2 separate regions of the Sus scrofa genome follow, and region 1 is linked to region 2. The links are chromatin contacts, called in public Hi-C maps. All regions are on one chromosome and are shown on one strand. Each heading gives the region's core, a stretch centred on a gene start, on an enhancer-like site or on the middle of the called end of the contact. The rest is flanking DNA. Distances are from core to core; before and after follow the strand shown.

What was found. A called contact is a pair of places that touch in the nucleus more often than the background predicts.
Region 1: a Hi-C map of embryonic fibroblasts shows a contact between it and region 2, with 2.0 times the contacts expected there. The contact joins the promoter of CKS2 here to the promoter of SPIN1 in region 2. A contact is called at or near these places in 1 of 47 Hi-C or Micro-C datasets (embryonic fibroblasts) and 1 of 2 datasets of contacts at active chromatin or transcription factors (alveolar macrophages).

Annotation. Positions count from the first base shown.
Region 1 is chr14:903,344-906,679 of Sscrofa11.1, forward strand. CKS2 (cyclin-dependent kinases regulatory subunit 2) reads left to right here and starts at 1,419. Exons shown (of 3, transcript XM_003132790.4): 1 at 1,419-1,632. The coding sequence starts at 1,574. It overlaps LOC102165122 (a long non-coding RNA gene), which reads right to left. Exons shown (of 2, transcript XR_307311.3): 2 at 2,792-3,336.
Region 2 is chr14:225,929-229,379 of Sscrofa11.1, forward strand. SPIN1 (spindlin 1) reads left to right here and starts at 1,291. Exons shown (of 6, transcript NM_001195370.1): 1 at 1,291-1,329. LOC110256681 (proline-rich protein HaeIII subfamily 1-like) reads right to left here. Exons shown (of 3, transcript XM_021072957.1): 2 at 1,984-2,177; 3 at 978-1,760. The coding sequence ends at 978.

The DNA of each region.
Region 1 (3,336 bases), core at 169-2,668, 680 kb after region 2:
CCCCTAGTAAGATTTTCTTTTCTGGGTTGGGCCAGAAAGTTAGTGATTTCCTTACCCAACTCCCTTCACAGTTTATTGACAGCTCTACTATCACAGTACTTCATTATGCCTAACTAGTTAGGCATACATTACAGTTATTTAAAAATTATGAAGTGTGCCTCGAGTACAAAAAACTGTTATGTGCTGGGTATCCAGCAGTGAACGAAACAAGACATGCCCTCCACACTCGTTTCATGGAGAGTACCTCACAGTGCCAATGGTGGGGTCAGACAGTACCCCAGGCAGCATGCAACTCCGTGCCTGCAATTGCCTGGCAGGAAACCTGCAGGCCTTCATAAGGTGGGGACTTCGTCCATACAAGGTGATGAAGATGGCCTTTAGAGGAAAGAATCCTTAGGCTGAGAGCCAAAGAATAAAGTGCTAATCTTGTGTGAGGGAGGCGGTGGGGACGTGATGATGTTCTCACCTGTATTGTGCTAGAACACTGCACAAATATCACACATGCTCGTTATGGAAAATGTTAAAAACACAAGGATCACTTTGACGTGTAAAAAAACCCCACTACTTACACTGTGTCATATTTTTCTCCAGCAACTTTATTTTACACGCACACGTATTTTAAACCAGGATTCGATGCTAAGAAGCCAAAAGGACGTTTACAAACCACTTTTAACTGCACTGTGCTGTACTAAACACCATTATTTTAGTAATCTTTTTATTTTTCCATATACCCGCGCACAGGCCTATCCGCAGATGCAATAGGGTAGAAACAGTTTTCACCTAAGCGGGCTCTGGTGCACGACCTCATCATCGCCATCACTCCGCGGCGAGCTTCCGGAACCTCACTGCACCACCATCGCAGTGGGACATCTGGACACCTTCCTCAACTCAGGGGCAACATCAGCTTTCCCGCGTGCATACAGCGCCAAACCTGACCTCCAGCGCCCTCTAGACGACTCCTCCCCTACGCCCGGGGGGTGGCGAGGTGACTCTCCTCGCCTCCCACAGACTTCAGCCTCGCATCCGGGACTGAACGGTGCGCCTGCGCACAGGCGGCAGCTCCACAGGCAGTCCCCGCCCATCCCCTGGCCTCACCAAACACCGCGATACCCTCCCTCAGGTTCACAGCCCCAACCGCTCTGCCGACCTGGAACCTTCTAAGCTCAGGAGCACGCGCCTTGCGGCCCTTAACATCCAGACTCCGCCCTCTCCTGGCCACGCCCTCTTCCGTCAGGGAGTTCACCGCCCTCACGCCACGCCAATCATCCACATCTTTCCTGGCCAACTTCGCAACAGGCTTCTGATTGGCTAATCTTGGGGGCTAATGCAGCGAAGGGGCGGTGACGATAGGCTGGAAACACGTTCCGGCCTTACAGAGAGAGCGTAGGTGATTGGTCGACACCGTTGTCCAATCAGTGGTGGGCTGTCGGATTCAAACCGGGCTCGTTCGGCTTGCGGTCGGTTGGTCTCAGTAGAGTCGTTGCTTTGGTCCGTCTTGGTCGTGTTGCTCTTTGCGCTCGCTCTTCGCATCCCGTCGCTTCGGTTCAGCGCAGGCTACCCGCCCTCTTGCAGGATGGCCCATAAACAGATCTACTACTCCGACAAATACTTTGATGAGCACTACGAGTACCGGTAAGCCGGCCGGCCGGGCTCCCTCAGCCGCGGCCCTGAGTGGGCCTGAGTTGGAACCAGGGGCCAGGGCCGGGAGTCGGGGTCGAACCTCATCCAGCTGGGGTCTGGGTCCAGGCCGGGGCCGGAGAGAAGTTGGAGCCGCGGCCGTGTCAGGGCCCGGCCGTCCTGGCGGGAGCGCGAGGCTCCCCTCGCTTGGCGGCCCGGCCCAGCCGGCTTCCGCCCTTTGTTCCAGTCTGTGAGGAGGACAAGGCTCGGGCGGGGAAGGGGCCTCTTCTGGTGCTGTGTCAGGCCTTAAAGGGAAGGGGCCGAGGGCCGAAGCGGACCCGCAGTGGCCAAAATCTAGCCCGTTTCCTGTAGCAGCGTAGCGATTCTTAAGAACTTTTCCTCCAAGTTGGCTTCCTGCAAATCCCGTCTCAGTCGGAGCGGGCGCCGGGCTGTCGGAAGAGTAGTTGTAGTTTGATAACATCGTCAGAGCAACTTTTTTATTTTTATTTTTTTGCATTTGAAGTTAACGGCACTAAAAATGTTGCTGGGGGGAGGGGAAGTCCCCGAAAAATGAACTTCCCTTGGGGTTTGAAATGTGTATTGAGTTTGGCGACTTTGGTGGCCGCTGGTGCCGATTAACCCTCATGGGTCATTAAAAGAGCTTCCTTTGGAGACTAAATTGAGAACTCTAGTGGACTTGGGGCATTTTTTTCCGGCTAGTGTATACCTGCCAAGTAGTTTTTGGCTTTGAGGGATACTTGACTTTTGCATCATGAAGTGAGGCTCTAGAGAGTAGAGTGTAGTTTAGTTGCTAAATTAATCTGTTAAATAGACAAATTGGACGGTGTTAGGGAGGAAAGTTCTTAGCCTTAAACTGGGGCGTGGCTTCAAAGACCAGCCCCACCCAGTTCCCCTGGGCGGTGTCCAGGACGTGGCGTTCTAGAAAACTACCAACGGGTAGGAGGGGCCAAGCAGTGACCTGGTTTTACGTCTGCTCTCCTTTTAGATTACGTTTCCCAGAATGCTGTTTGAGTCAGAAAGGATTTAACAGTGGGTGGTCTCTTTTTCTCCCCTTAGTACCTTAGAAATCTATATTCTCTGGAGAAAAACTTGAGGATTTCTCTGGGCAGCTCACAGATTAGTAATACCTTCATTGTTTCACATTCCTAGTTGGAAAAGTCTTTTTTTTTTTTTTTTTTTTTTACTATAGATGATAAATTTGAAGTAGATTGTCTTTTTATGTGGTAACAACGAACTGTACTGTTCTAGTCCTGTAAAATGTTGGCATAATGTTCTTGGCAATATGACAATATGCCATATTGGCCATATGTTGGCGTGATGTCAGACAAGAGTCTCTCTGGGACTGTCCTGTAATGGGCGGAATGTAAACTATAATCTTTCCAAAATCTGGAAAAATATTAATTGTGAAACGTCTCACTCCTAGTAGTACTTTTTAGAACTTTGCCTGCAGTAATCCCATTTCTAGTTTCAGGATTCTAACATAATCATCAATGAGCACTAAGTAAACTAGACTGTGCTATCAAAAAGTTAACCTAATTTACTAAGTGGTTTGTGTGGAGTAATGAGTAAAAGAAAATCCTGTGGTATCTGAAATGATACATTTAATCCATTGTTAATTAGTGTTAGTCTTTATTGACCAAGCCACTTGCCTTTATCTAACGAGACAGTAACTGATCTCCAGAGATACTTTAGACTGAT
Region 2 (3,451 bases), core at 41-2,540:
ATTCGACCTGACAACATTCGGGGAGGTGGTTTATTAGGAAGTGGCTGCCCTTTCGCACTCGAGGAACCACGTCCGCCCAGAGCTGTGCCGGAGGACTCCGGGCTGGGGGGGGGGGGCCGGGGGTTGAGCGCGGGCTAGTCGGGGAGGGGAGAGGGCCGGGAGAGAGTTGGGTGGAATGACGAGGGAGAGGAGACCTCCAGGCTGGGGTGGGAGGGTAAGGGGTTCAGACTGGGGATTCAGCCTCCAGGTACCGCAGTCAACTTCGCAGGAATCAAAACTGTTCTGGACTCTTCCTCTCCCTGTCCTCCCGCAAACAACCAACCTGACACTCAAAGGGCATCTTCTTGGGTGAAACAGAAGTCAAACAAGTTCTAGAGTGACCGTGGAAATGCCTGGCTCCTGACTTCCGCGGAAAGCTGGGAAGTTCACCTGTTAGTGGCGGGGCGCAGCACGAGTAGGGAGTGCGGGGTCAAGTGCTTGCAGCGCTCACCTTCCCCCGCCAGGTAGGGCAGGTGAATGAGCAACGTCAGAGTCCAGGTTCGATGGTGCGGTGAGGAGCACAGAGAGCTGTACAGCGCTGCATCTCGGCGACCATGGCTCAGCTGGTGGATGGCCCTGTTACTGTATCCGGCTTCTTCCACCCGTGCGGCATGCGAGACGCAGGTCGACTTGACAAGACGTGGGGAGACAATCACGGCGTGATCAAGGGATTTGATCCTCCCATCACGCGAAAACGAAACTTCTAAGGATGCCAGACTTCCAGTGCGACCTGCGCCGCCCCGGCTGCCGGGGCTCAGAGTCCTGAACGCCGTCCCTCCCTGCGCGTACCTGGGGCCTAGCTCGGCCATGCTGCCAGGCCCCGCTCCCAAGGTGGGAGTCGCGCCTGGCCCTCCCGGCCGGCAGATCCCACCCCGGAGCCAGGCCCTGCTTCGCTAAGTCCGGCAGCCAGGTGTGTGGCGCCAGGCCCCTCCCCACCTTCAGGCCCTGCCCCATTCGGTCCCTTCTCGCAGCCAGGTGAGCCGCGTCAAGTCTTGTCTCATCGCCAGGCCCCGCCCTATCCCGCCGTCATGCCCCGCCCACCACCTCAAGGCCCCGCCCACTGACTGCAGCGCCTGCGCGCTGTGGCCCGTCGGGCCAGGGCCGGGCGGCGCGGCCGGTGCAGTCGGCGGGCGCAGTGCGCGTGCGCCTTGCGGCCGGGGGCGGGCGGCGGCGGCCGCGGAGCGGAGCGGGGGCGGGGCGGCGCCGTCTGGCTCGGTCGGGCCGGGGCGGGAGCGCGGCTCGGGACAGTGGGGCCCGCGGGCTGCGGACGGCGGCCTAGGTGGCCGGCAGGTGAGGCCCGTGCGCCGCTGGGGAGCGGACGCCGCAAGGGGGCCGCGGGCGGGGCCCGCCGAGGGGCGGTGGCGCCCGGGGAGCAGCGGGCCCCGGCGCATTGTCCGGGCGGCGGGCGGCGCCTGCACAGCGCCCCCTGCCGGCCGGGCCGCGGGCGGGGGCCTCAGGCTCGGGCCGCGCGCCTTTGTTCGCCGCCCCCGCCAACATGGCCGCCGCCCCCGGCCCGGCCGATCGGCCCCGCGCGCTTTGTTCCAGAGGCCTCGGAGCTCACGCGGGCGGGGGGCGCGAGGTGGCAGGGCCCGTGGCGTGGGGGGGCGATGCGGCAGGCGCCAGCGGGGGGGCGGGGCGGGGTGAGTGTTGCATAACCCGGGCTGGGCGGGGGAGGAAGGAATGGGACCCTCGGGGCTTGAGGGGGTGGAGTAGGAGTCCCCCTGGTGTGGGGGAGGGGGGACAGGACCCCGGGGTTGGCTGGAGGGATGTGGGGGGGAGGGGAACGGACCTTTGGGGCGTGGGGAGGGGCTGGGGTGGAAGGTGGGAAGAAGGTGGGGGGAGGGGACTGGTCCCCCCGTGTTAGGAGGGCGCTGGACGGGACCCTAGGAAGAGGAGGGGGTTCTCCAGGATCGGGACCCCTGAGCACTGACGCTGCTCTCCCACCCAAGCCTGTGTACCTAACGACGGCTTGGCCTCTCCGGCGGCTGCCCGGGGTCCTGCAGCGATGGGCTTGGCGGAGAAGGTGGTTTTTTCGGGGCTCCCATAACATCCCCCCACCTCATTTCCCTCTTTCCCTTGGCGGCCGGTTCGCACGCCCCGGGGAAGCTCTGCGCGGGACGGGCGGACTACGGGGTTTTCTGCACACACGGACACTTTTCTTTTTCATCACGAGTGACCTTGAGCGCATTCCGCAAGCATTTGCTGAGATTAATTGCACGGCGCGGAAACTGCGCAGTGCCTTTCCTTTGCCTCTGTTAGCCTCTCCAATTGTGGATGCGTCCTCGACTTTACCAGATTTGATTTTAGTGATGGCCTCAGCAATAAATGCCCCAAAATAGACACCCCAAATCTGTTTACGCGGTTGCTTTATGCTTATTTGCTTTTTATGATTTGTGGATTGGGGTTCTTGGTTTTGGAGAGGGTTTTCCGTGCATGTTGAATTAACAAATATGGATTTGCTGTAGATCAATAAGCAACACAGGATACATTTAAGTATTAAAGGATTACACTATGTAACGTGACTTGTGTAGAAGACGACATACCTAAGGAAATGCGAATACCTATGTAAGTTGGATTGGAATTTTCTGGAAGGAACTCTGCAGTCTGAAAGGATTGATGGAGAGTACAGTAATTGCTTTCTACATAGCTTTTGTTAGGAAGTGAAAATTAAACGTAAAACTTGGGGTTGTATACTAGGACAGAATGAGTTTGTGAACATTCTTAAGAGGTTGTGAACTTCTAGTGGCTGTGAAATTTCAGATGGGGTCAAGTGAAATGAGGCAGCTTTTTCCCCTTCCTACTGTCAGCCTTAGTTAATGGGCAAATACCAAAAAACTGTACTAGCTACTAATTTATTACCAGACTTGCTAATTATATGTAAAAGTTGTTAAGTATGTCTCTCAAAATTATGGGTAATAGGTATGTGTTTCTTGTGAGAATTAAAATTGATTTTTTTTGTTTTGAATTTTTTGAGTAGCGAAGTGATTACTGTTAAGATGCTTTTAAATGGATAAGGAAAAAAGACCTTTAGCCATCTCTATGATTCACTTCGAATTCTTGGTTTTTTTTTTTTAAAGACTTTAGATGATCCCCAGAGTTTTGATTGTACCATTTCTGATGGTACCTTTATTGACCAATTCAGAACATAGTAACAATAATTTACTTAGTTTTGGAATATGTATCTGAAGCATTGTTGTTTCAGATGGTATTCTTTGTTACACTGGTATTAAATGCTGCAGGAAAACGGGTCGTGGGTCTCCTTTAGTTTGGGAAACAAATCTAAATCCTTTCCTTCTTCTGTAGGGTCACAATTTTTATCATATCAAGGGCTCTCAGAAATAGTACCAGCAGTGTTTTCCGCATTTGGCCTTACTTAGGTCCCTTCTTGTTTGTCTTTAATGTAATATCTGGT